Linked DNA regions of Pan troglodytes: all the other regions are linked to region 2. The links are chromatin contacts, called in public HiChIP or PLAC-seq maps. All regions are on one chromosome and are shown on one strand. The core of a region is the stretch at or near the end of the contact, and the rest is flanking DNA. Distances in the headings are between cores, read along the strand shown.

What was found. HiChIP or PLAC-seq counts read pairs in DNA pulled down with a chosen protein or histone mark.
Region 1: a contact with region 2 is called in an H3K4me3 HiChIP or PLAC-seq map of stem cell-derived excitatory neurons, with 9 times the contacts expected there. The contact joins the promoter of PSMB3 here to the promoter of PLXDC1 in region 2. A contact is called at or near these places in 1 of 7 Hi-C or Micro-C datasets (stem cell-derived neural progenitor cells) and 1 of 1 datasets of contacts at active chromatin or transcription factors (stem cell-derived excitatory neurons).
Region 3: a contact with region 2 is called in an H3K4me3 HiChIP or PLAC-seq map of stem cell-derived excitatory neurons, with 6 times the contacts expected there. The contact joins the promoter of RPL23 here to the promoter of PLXDC1 in region 2.

What each region holds. Positions count from the first base shown.
Region 1 is chr19:29,341,179-29,344,639 of NHGRI_mPanTro3-v2.0_pri, reverse strand. PSMB3 (proteasome 20S subunit beta 3) reads left to right here and starts at 2,003. Exons shown (of 6, transcript XM_016931892.3): 1 at 2,003-3,093; 2 at 3,414-3,461. The coding sequence starts at 3,091. It overlaps TRNAN-GUU (transfer RNA asparagine (anticodon GUU)), which reads right to left and starts at 2,120; the gene lies at 2,047-2,120. PCGF2 (polycomb group ring finger 2) reads right to left here and starts at 97. Exons shown (of 11, transcript XM_063798633.1): 1 at 1-97.
Region 2 is chr19:28,936,690-28,939,881 of NHGRI_mPanTro3-v2.0_pri, reverse strand. It overlaps PLXDC1 (plexin domain containing 1), which reads right to left and starts at 1,293. Exons shown (of 14, transcript XM_016930789.4): 1 at 1,047-1,293. The coding sequence starts at 1,122. All of the region lies in intron 7 of ARL5C (ADP ribosylation factor like GTPase 5C), which reads right to left.
Region 3 is chr19:29,236,909-29,240,138 of NHGRI_mPanTro3-v2.0_pri, reverse strand. RPL23 (ribosomal protein L23) reads right to left here and starts at 1,660. Exons shown (of 5, transcript XM_511444.7): 1 at 1,519-1,660; 2 at 843-926; 3 at 425-553. The coding sequence starts at 1,531. LOC112206164 (small nucleolar RNA SNORA21) reads right to left here and starts at 815; the gene lies at 684-815. It also overlaps the pseudogene LOC129137762.

The sequences.
Region 1 (3,461 bases), core at 754-3,253, 400 kb before region 2:
GAATGCTTTCGCCCTCTGGCCGGCGACCAGGAGACCTGCGCACACTGGCCGCCGAGTGACCCCAGCTCGAGCCTGCAGCCACACCAGCGGGACGGGGGCGGGGAGGAAGAGGAAGGGCGGAGAGACTTCCTTCCAGAGGGAGTGGTCCGAGAACCGGCGGGAGAAGGGCCAAGGGAAGATCCGGTCACCTGCTCCGGAGCCTGCAGGCGGAGAGGCGAGTAGTTCACCGGCCCCGGAGGAAAGGGGACCCTCCCACTGTTCCCAGGCAAATGTGTCGCCGGCATCCTGCACTCTGCCGGGGAAGACGCGCATCCACTCGCTCTGCAGGGAGGGGAGCGCGGGAAGGACTCCCAGTCAGCCGCCCCTCTCTGGCTACAAGACCCCGAACAAGAGAAACCTGTAACAGGGGCTCTGCGGAGATCTGGATCCCACCCACCAACCACATGGGCACCTGGGGGGCTGCCCCTCGGGGCATTATCAGCCAGTGGGAAGGGGGTTGACGTTCCTCTGCGGCCCATGAATCCTGGAGGGCTGCCCGAGGGGCCACCGGGGTCCATCCACTTATTCCTCGGTTGTTAAGCGCCAGACAGGAGAGAACCGCTAGAGAGGAGTGTGCTAAGACCCTATTACCCACTAAAACTCCATTTTCATCTTTTGCGTCCTGGATGACTAGTCTCCACATTCCTGGCCTTTCTGGTTTCTCAGGAGAACCTTCTGACCCAACTCTTCCCACATCGAAAGAGTTTCCTAGTCTTTTGTTCTACTACTAGCCGACATAGAAAGCACCTGTCATGTGCCAGTGTCAAATACTGCGCTAGGAACTGGGAACTCAAGGCACAGGAGCCTGGCTTTTGCGCAGGGCGCTCACAGGCCGGTGGGTGCAAACCCTGAAGGACACACAGCCTGTCCCTTTAGCGCCCATCGCTTCTGGTGTGAGCTCCCGCTAAGGGTGGGTGAGTACTGGGGTGGGCTTCCAGAAGAGGCCTCCTTTGAGCCGAATCTGCAGAGACCAAGTGTCTATGAGAACTGCTTAAGAGTGCTTTGCACATTCTCCTCCACAAAGGTCGAGGCTCCCACTGCGCCTAGGAATGCGCCTCGTCAGGCATTAGGCGCCCCTTGATTTTGTGTTTGCATCTCACGCGGTCCTCTAGCTGACAAGTGCATCAGAAGAGTCACAGTGGCTGTCACGAGCCAGAGACTCGCAGAGGACAGGAACGCGGGAAATCTAGGCAATTACCTCCAGCATATACCAAGAGCTATTGCGAGGATCAGATCCCTTTAAAAATGGTGACGAGACAGGAGAGGGCGGCTCCTCTAGAGCTTTCCGGAACGTCTTTACCTCTGTGCCCTTTATACCTTTTATCTCCCCCAAACAAGGTCCTTAGTCAGTTTCTCCTTCTATTTCCCCATCTTCCTCCCCCACCTCCCTGTGTAGTTCTAGGGGGAAAAATGTGTTGTTTTCCTTTTTTTCTGATGCTTCTTATATTAAATGCGTCTATTTTCCCACTCTCCATTGTCTTGAGGTCTTCCCCCACTCACCCTGCCTAGTTCTCTGTCACGTCCCTTCTTTCCCTGTATCACAACAATGTTCTCCCTTTCTCACCTTTGTTTCTCTTCATACTTGTTTCTCTCTGTGTGTCTCTCTCATTCTCTTCCCTTCCAAATGTAGTATTTGGAGACTGTAATATCGATTGAGGCAGACAATAGAAAACTGTCGAACCTCCACTGTAAATTCATTCTTAATCCTATGAAAAAATGCATCCTGAAACGTGTTGCATGCACAGTGAGACAAAAACCTCTGTCTTTAGGTTTCCTGCGATCTAGCTTGGAGGCGGGTTGGGGGGGTGTGGAGGGAAGTGCTGGAGAAATTATCCCATTATTGACTGAGCAGCAAAGAATTTTCAAGAACAGTGATTCTCCTAGAAAAAGTATTGCTGCTGCCATTTCAATGCAAAATTTGGCTTTTGAGTAAAAGGCTTAGGTTTTTATCTTCCGGGGAGGAAAAAAAACCCCAAAAGACCAAAAAAAAAAAAAAAAAGGTCATAGCGTCCCTGGGTGGGCTCGAACCACCAACCTTTCGGTTAACAGCCGAACGCGCTAACCGATTGCGCCACAGAGACCGAGTCGACCACTGGCGTAGTAGTGAGCCGAGTCAATGGGAGCGAGCCTGGACGGCGCAGACGCCGTAAGAGATGCCGCCATCGGGCGAAATAAGTGGAACCCGGGGGAGAAAGGGAAGGATCCTGATGGGGGAGGGAGGCGAAAGAGCTTGGGAGGAGAGGACGCGGGACGTGCACGCCCTTCCTCCATTGGAACGGCGAGAGGTCGACTCTGGCTATCCTCAGGTTCTACCTCAAACGTGGAGAGGCGCGGAAAGTCCCTTTTTAGGGTGACCTGAGATTGAGGATACGTGAAGTCGGGCCGCAGGAAGTCCGCCAAATCAGAACAAGCTTCGGCTTCCAAACTCCCCTTCACGGCTGAACCCCTGCAGCCGCAAAATACCCGCGACGCCTACACGCGACGCCTTCCCCTTCCCACCTGCATCATTAAATTTCCATTTAATGGGCGCCTCCTATATACTAGGCACTGTTGTGGGCCAGTGAATATTCCGAGCCTACGCAAGCCTGGTACACAGTAAACGCAGGATTTCTGGAGTGAATAAATAAGCTAGCACGACTAATACGACGAACTCATACATCACGTTGATAAGCGTCACGGTGCCCCTTCAGCTGGGGCCGCAGCCTCCTAAACCCAGTTTCACCAGCCCACGTGCGCGCAGGCTCCGCCCCCAGTCCCTGAGGTCCCGAGTCCAGGTCCGCCGAGATCCCACTATGCACCGTGTCGCAAGTCTCTTCCGCAGCCACAGTGACTTTTCACTTCCGCTTTTCCCGCCTCCGTTTTGACTTTGCAACCAAACTACCTGTACTGGTGACCGACAGGGACGTGCGACCAATAGAAAGCCCAGATGTCCAGGAAGAGTCCGCCTATCAGCCAATGAAGAGACAGCAGTGAGAGCGGTTGCGCAGTGAAGGCTAGACCCGGTTTACTGGAATTGCTCTGGCGATCGAGGGGTCCTAGTACACCGCAATCATGGTGAGATGGGGAGTTAAAGCAAAGGGGCATGGGGAAGGATTGAGAAGCGGAGGGGGTCAGGAGAGGCTTGGGGACGAAAAGGGCCTAGGGTCGATGGAAGGAAGCGGTTTCAGTTCGAGGGGAGTGGGCCCCGGTGAGGACCAAGAGGGTGAGTGCGGCTCATTGCCGCCACACAGTGCTCATCCCAGCTGGAGAACCAGGGGTTCAGACGCCTCCGGAATGGAGAACGGGCGTACAGGAGCCTCCGCATCAGGAGCTGGGCCGGGGGCTGTGGCAGCGTTTGACCCCCCGCGCTGACCCCTCCGCTCTGTCTGTCCTAGTCTATTATGTCCTATAACGGAGGGGCCGTCATGGCCATGAAGGGGAAG
Region 2 (3,192 bases), core at 44-2,543:
AAAGTCAAGAACATTGCCACTGACACTGTGCCTGGTGCCAGCACACCCCTGAGACACAGCAGGTCAACCACAGCACTCACCTCAACAGCGCCTCCCTCACCCCACCTGAGGGGCACCCATGCCAATGATGCACAGGTCTCTATCTTCTTAATCATCTCTGCTGAGGGGCCAGGCTGCAAATTACCCATCTCCCCAACCCCAGAGAAAGTCTAGGTGCTTAGGGGAGAACAGAGACTATGAAAATTATACCATGAGGGATTCCAGGTAGATCTCAGAAAGGACTTCCAGGTGGGAGAGATGAGTTTGGAGAACTGGTAGGGGGGAAGAGGAGTGTGCAGAATGGGACGCCTCCCTCCACCCCCTACCCCAGTGCCCCATCTAGAGCCAGAGTAGCTGAAAGCCAAAGGCTGCCAGGGCAAATGGGAGCAGGTGTGAGGAGGGGGACTCTTGAGGCTGGGGGTGCAGAAGCAGCAAGTTGCTTCTTCCTGGGCCCACTGCCTCTCTACTGACACCAAATAGGCAAGGGAAGGTGACCGAATGGCTGCTGCCTTCCCAGGCAGAGACGCTGTGTCCCCACCATCCCCCTGGCTGCTCCCACCTATCCCTAGCCTGGATCAGCTTTGGGGTCGGGGGTGTGGCAGAGAAGAGGAAAAGAAGGCATGGCTGGGGCAGGGGCCTCCCCAGGCTCCCATCTCATCAGAATTCAGCCTTGCCTGGGGTGATCAGGGGTCCTGATGACTCTCCCGCTGTCCCCTTTCAGAGCCCATGGCCACATAGAGCCCCCTCTCCTAAGGTCCCTCCAGTATCCTTCCAGGAGAGAAGGAGAGGTCCGGGCATCGGTGTCTTCACCGTCACTCACACACCCTATGTGTTTGGGAAAGTGGGGTCCCTATCCACCTGCCCACAGCCCACAGCGCTCCTGGCCTCCTGCGGACAATGCCCCCCTCGCGGACATCGCCAGGCCGTCCACACCTGCCCATGCCCACACCTGCCTGCCCGTCCCTCCCCGCCCCCGGCCCACCCGGGGCGGCTCCCGCCAGTCCTACCTGCTCCGGGCTGGGGGCTCAGCGCCCGGGCAGCCTCCCTGAGCACCAGCACCAGGAGCCAGAGCTCGCCTCGCATGGTGGGTGCCCGGACCTGCCCCCGGCCTGCTTGCTGCCCCGGTCCTGACGAGGGAGGGGGCCCTGGCTCAGGCTGCGGCCGCGCGGTCCCCGGGGCTGGCGGAGGGGCGGGCGGCGAGGAGACGGCGGAGCGCGGGGCCGGGCGAGCCGGCAGAAGCGGCGAGAGCGCGAGCGGAGCGGGAGGCTGCGGCCTCCGGGAGCAGGCGGGGAGCTGGGGGGGCCGCTGGGTCGGTGGGGGTGGGGGGGAGCTGGGGCAGGGGGCGGGGCGGGGGGCGCGGCGTCTTTGGGGGCTCTCCCGGCGCCTGCCCTCAGCCCTACCGGAGCGCTCCCCTAGAGCTCCTGCAGCCGCTCCCAAGGCAAGGGGTGCAGAGTAGGGGACAGGGCGGGAGCCCCTCGGGCTGAGAGAACCCCTAGAAGCATCAGCCGCCCCGCGCTCCTCACTGAGCTCCTGGCTCCCTTTCCCTCCTCCGTTCCGCCGGGAAAGCTGCAGAGAGAAGGCCCGAGGACTGGACCCCTGGAAGGGACAGGCGCCCCATCCCTGGGTCACGGGCCCCTGCCTGTCCCCCGCCCCCAGCTCCTTCAAGCTCTGCGACTTCCTGAGCTGTTCTTCGGAATTCTGTGCGTCTCTGATGCTTTGTCCTCCAGCCCCCACCCCCAGAAATCTCCCCCTGCAGCAAAGACCCCCAGCTTTTCTCCCCAAGAGGGGCCTGAATCCCACCCCCCTTCCATGACTCCACCTTATCCCTCCACCCCCCATTTCCAGCACCGATTTGCCCCCCAAGCCTAGCAGACGTGAGGGTGGAGGGGGCCTGGCTACCCCTTACTCTGCAGCAGTCTGGACCCCTCCCCACGAGTAGGTAACCCAGGCCTCCTGCCTCTCTGGGGTCTCCAGGCCTACTCAGGGCCAGACCCAATCAATCTTCAGAGCCAGCCCCAGACGAGGAAATGGCTCACCCCACCTGCCACCACCTTCTAACAGGCTCTGGGGATAGATAATCTTTTTATTTTTTCTTCCAGGACAGAATAAAAATACCCGCAATGTAGGATATTTAATAGACGGCAAGGAATCAGGTCAGGACACGAAGATGCCTCTTCCCTCCCCTGACCTACTTCGTTCTTGTGACGGCAAGGAGCTGGGGCGCTGGAGAGTGGGAGACGGGGTGAGGGGGCATCCTGGCTTCTAGTGGGCTGGGGCCTAGGGACTAGAAAACCGCGGAGAGGAAGGGTGCGAACGCTGAGCGCCATTGGAGAAATTTTCCAGGAGGAGGGATATGGGTGGGGACAGGAGAAGGTACACTGTGGGCTGGAAGAGACGGATTCCGTGGCACTGAGGTTAAAAAAAAAAAAAGAAAAAAAAAAAAACACCTAAGAAAGGAAACAACTAAAGGCTCTCTAATCTCTTAGAACGCCGGTTCCTCCTTCCGCCGGGCCCAGAGTCCCAGAGACTACCTCCTCCAGCCCTAAACCCAATGTCCCCTTACCGTGGAACAAGGCAAGGCCGGTCTGTAAATTCTTCTTGATGTCTAATTTAAATCCCAACTTGGCGGACTCTCAAACAGAATCAGATAGGCAGCTACCTCCAGCTGCAGCTACTTGCTGCCCTCAAGTGGCCACGTGACGAGCCACAACCCTCTCGTCCTGAGGGTTTCCTCTTTCCCCGGCCTGCCCACCCCCTGTCTCCGACCTCCTGCCTTACTCGAGGTCAAGGTGAGAAGTCTCGGGACGGATTCCAGCTCCAGCCCCGGCGTCTTTGCACATTCCTCCATCTGGGGTACCTCGTGGTCTGTCTTACAAGAAGAGCTCAGGCTGAAACATAAACTTGTAAATAGTAGAAGCAAATGTGTAAATTTTAATGTAAGCCTCTAGAACTTGAGATCGTAATCACCTGCAGGGTGTGTGTGTGTGTGTGTGTGTGTGTGTGTGTGTGTGTGTGTGTGTATGTATTTTGTTAGTTTTTTGAGACAGGTTCTCGCACGTTGCCTAGGCTGGAGTGCAGTGCTGCGATCATCGCTCACTGCAGCTTCCAACTCCCGGACTCAAGCGATGGGGAGCGTATATGAAAACACAGATT
Region 3 (3,230 bases), core at 411-2,910, 300 kb before region 2:
ATGTGCCCCTGCACTCCAGCCTGGGCAACAAGTGAGACTCCATCTCAAAAACAAATAACAATAAAATAAGCAACGGGCAGCTTGTTGTTTTCGTTTTGTAATTTTTTTTTTTTTTTGAGAGCCCAGGAGGCGGAGGTTGCAGTGAGCCAAGATCGTGCCATTGCACTCCAGTATGGGCTGGGCGACAGAGAGAGACTCCATCTCAAAAAACCAAACCAAACAACAAAAAAACAACTAAGGTATGGAAGTGACAAGATGATGGTCCCCCCTCCAACACAATATGAGCAAAAACTTAAGATACTTATCTCACACTGCCTCTCAATGGAAAACAAACTTGAGGCCTTGAAAACTGATCCATTTTCCAATAAAGGAAAGCGTCCCCCCACTACTCATCAGTATTAAGGTGGGCTCAGTGTTTACTCACCCTTTTTTCTGAGCTCTGGTTTGCCTTTCTTGACTGTGGCCATCACCATGTCACCCACACCAGCAGCGGGAAGTCTGTTCAGCCGTCCCTTGATCCCCTTCACGGAGATGATATACAGGTTTTTGGCTCCTACAAAAGAATGTAAATAAAAATAAAAAATGTTGAGGGCCATCCGGCCGTTCCATCAGTATAACATTTCCCAAACACTTCCAAAGCCCCTCCCTCCACTCACTGCCCAAGCAGTTAGTCCGCAAGAACGCCTTGTCACACCACCGATTGAAGCAAACAACACATGTTGCCACTTCACCCAAAAGCGATGTTTTCACTCTCCCCTTTCTTGACGGCTCAATAGGTCATTAGCCACAGGCCCATTGAGTGCTTTTAAAAGGGGGAGTATAGCAACGTGCAAAGACCTCACCTGTGTTGTCAGCACAATTGATTACAGCTCCTACCGGAAGACCCAAGGAAATCCGGAATTTCGCACCAGAGGACCCACCACGTCCTGTGGATATAAAGGGAAGGGAAACAGGATAAAGAGATCACAATCTAGACATGGTTCGGAGTTCCCCCTCATACTCAAGCTGTAATTCACCGCACATGCTTTGATAGACTGTACGCTATAGATTAGCTCGCTCGGATTTTACTTATGCCGTCCCCATGTGCCACCCGATTCTCACGGAAAGTAGCCTATTTCTTACTATTAACACTCTGACATCGAAATTAAGAAACCTAGACGACTCAGCCCTTGCTCTAACTTTCGCAAAACGCAATTACTCCTGCAAGGCATAAAACCGCAGAGGTCGCGCAAACCAGGGCCTAATCCAGTCTAACTTCAACCCCATTACGATAGCCCTATTCGCGGACCGATCTCGCGGTATCCAGACTACATTCACGTCGGGATCCTGCCATCTCAACTCTCCAGCACCCCACTGCCACTTTCGAGGGCCCTGGCAGTGCTCTCGCGGTGGCCTGGCTCTCTCTCTCCGGCCTGAAGGAGAGCAAAGCGCCCCAGCTGCCTAGGGCCACCGCTCCTGACGAATCCGCCAGCCACTGCACGACAGATGGTGGAGGATCCTACAGAAACAAAACCTCACCTCGCTTCGACATCTTGAACGCCGGAAAAAAGAAAAAAGGAAGTTGATTCAAAGGACACTGGGATATGAACTTTAACGCCCCGCCCACCCTCCTCACGTGGCCGGAGCAAAAACCGGCCTCTTCCGCCTCTGGGCGCTGCCTTATTACGTAATAAGTTTACGACGTCGCTTTTAGCCCTCTCTGCGAAGTGGGAGTTGAAGTAGAAGCGCAAGAGATAGGAAATATCTTCTCTACGAGCTTAAGAGTAGTTAGGGACATGGAAACAGTGATTTGTTAACTTGCTCACGACCTCTTTTGACCACTTAATAGTGCCAGGCACTTATCTGCACACTAGAGAATAGGAATTAAAACACGGTTTGTGCCGTGTGGGGGTTCCCCAAGGAACAAAGAAAGTGGGGGAGGGAGGGAGAACAAGCTCTAAACGGTTTCGTTGAATGTAATACAGTTGAGAAGTGCTGCAGATCATTCCATCTATGTGTTCTTGGTATCATACCATTCTGTATTTTACATATGCAGTATTGCTCCATTTATTGACCCGTCCCCCCCACACACACACTTTTTTTTTCTTTTTTTGAGACCGAGTCTCACTCTGTCGCCCAGGCTGGAGTATAGTGGCTAGATCTCAGCTCACTGCAACCTCCGTCTTCCGGGTTCAAGCAATTCTCTGTCTCAGCCTCAGAGTAGCTGAGACCACAGGCGCCCGCCACAACGCTGGGCTAATTTTTGTATTTTTAGTAGAGACGGGGTTTCGCCATGTTATTGGCCAGCCTGGTCTCGAACTTCTGATCTCAAGTGATCTGCCCGCCTTGGTCCCTCAAAGTGCTGGGATTACAGGCGTGAGCCCCCGCGCCAGGCCTAATTGCTCCTTTCACAGCTTCAGCCGCCCCTTATTCTCTGGGTTCTTTCCTTCCCACGATACATTAATTCAAATACTTATTGAGCTCCTACTTTACAGCAGGTTCTGTCCAGGGCGTACAGCGGATTACATCAGAGAACAAAATAGATCAACATTCTTTTCCTTCTGGAGCTTACATTCTGCTGGGGTGCAGGTGGAGGAGGATATTAGACACTAAACAAAAGATGTAATAAATAATTGCAGTATGTAGTATGTTAGATGGGGATATGTATTATAAAAATATAAATAGTATCGCTTCTCGGCCTTTTGGCCAAGATCAAGTGTAAAATATAAATAGTGGCCGGGCCTTGTGGCTCACGCTTGTAATCCCAGCACTTTGGGAGGCCGAGGCGGGTGGATCACGAGGTCAGGAGATCGAGACTAGCCTGGCCAACACAGGGAAACTCCGTCTCTACTAAAAATACAAAAATTAGCTGGGCGTGGTGGCAGGCGCCTGTAATCCCAGCTACTCCGGAGGCTGAGGCAGGAGAATCGCTTGAACCCAGAAGGCAGAGGCGGCAGTGAGCCGAGATCGCGCTACTGCACTCCAGCCTGGGCGACAGAGCTAGACTCCGTCTCAAAAATGTGTATAGATAAATAGCTCTTTGAGGAAGACGCGGTCGTAGGTGTTGTGGATCGCTGATCCGCACGCTCCTGCTACTGACTCACCGCTGTTCGCCCTCGCCGAGGAACCAGTCGCTCAGGAAGCCGCGCAGCAGCCATGGCTTTTAAGGATACCGGAAAAACACCCAGGGAGGCGGAGGTGGCAGTTCACGAATTCGAGTCACTCTAACGAGCCGCATCGTAAAATCCCTG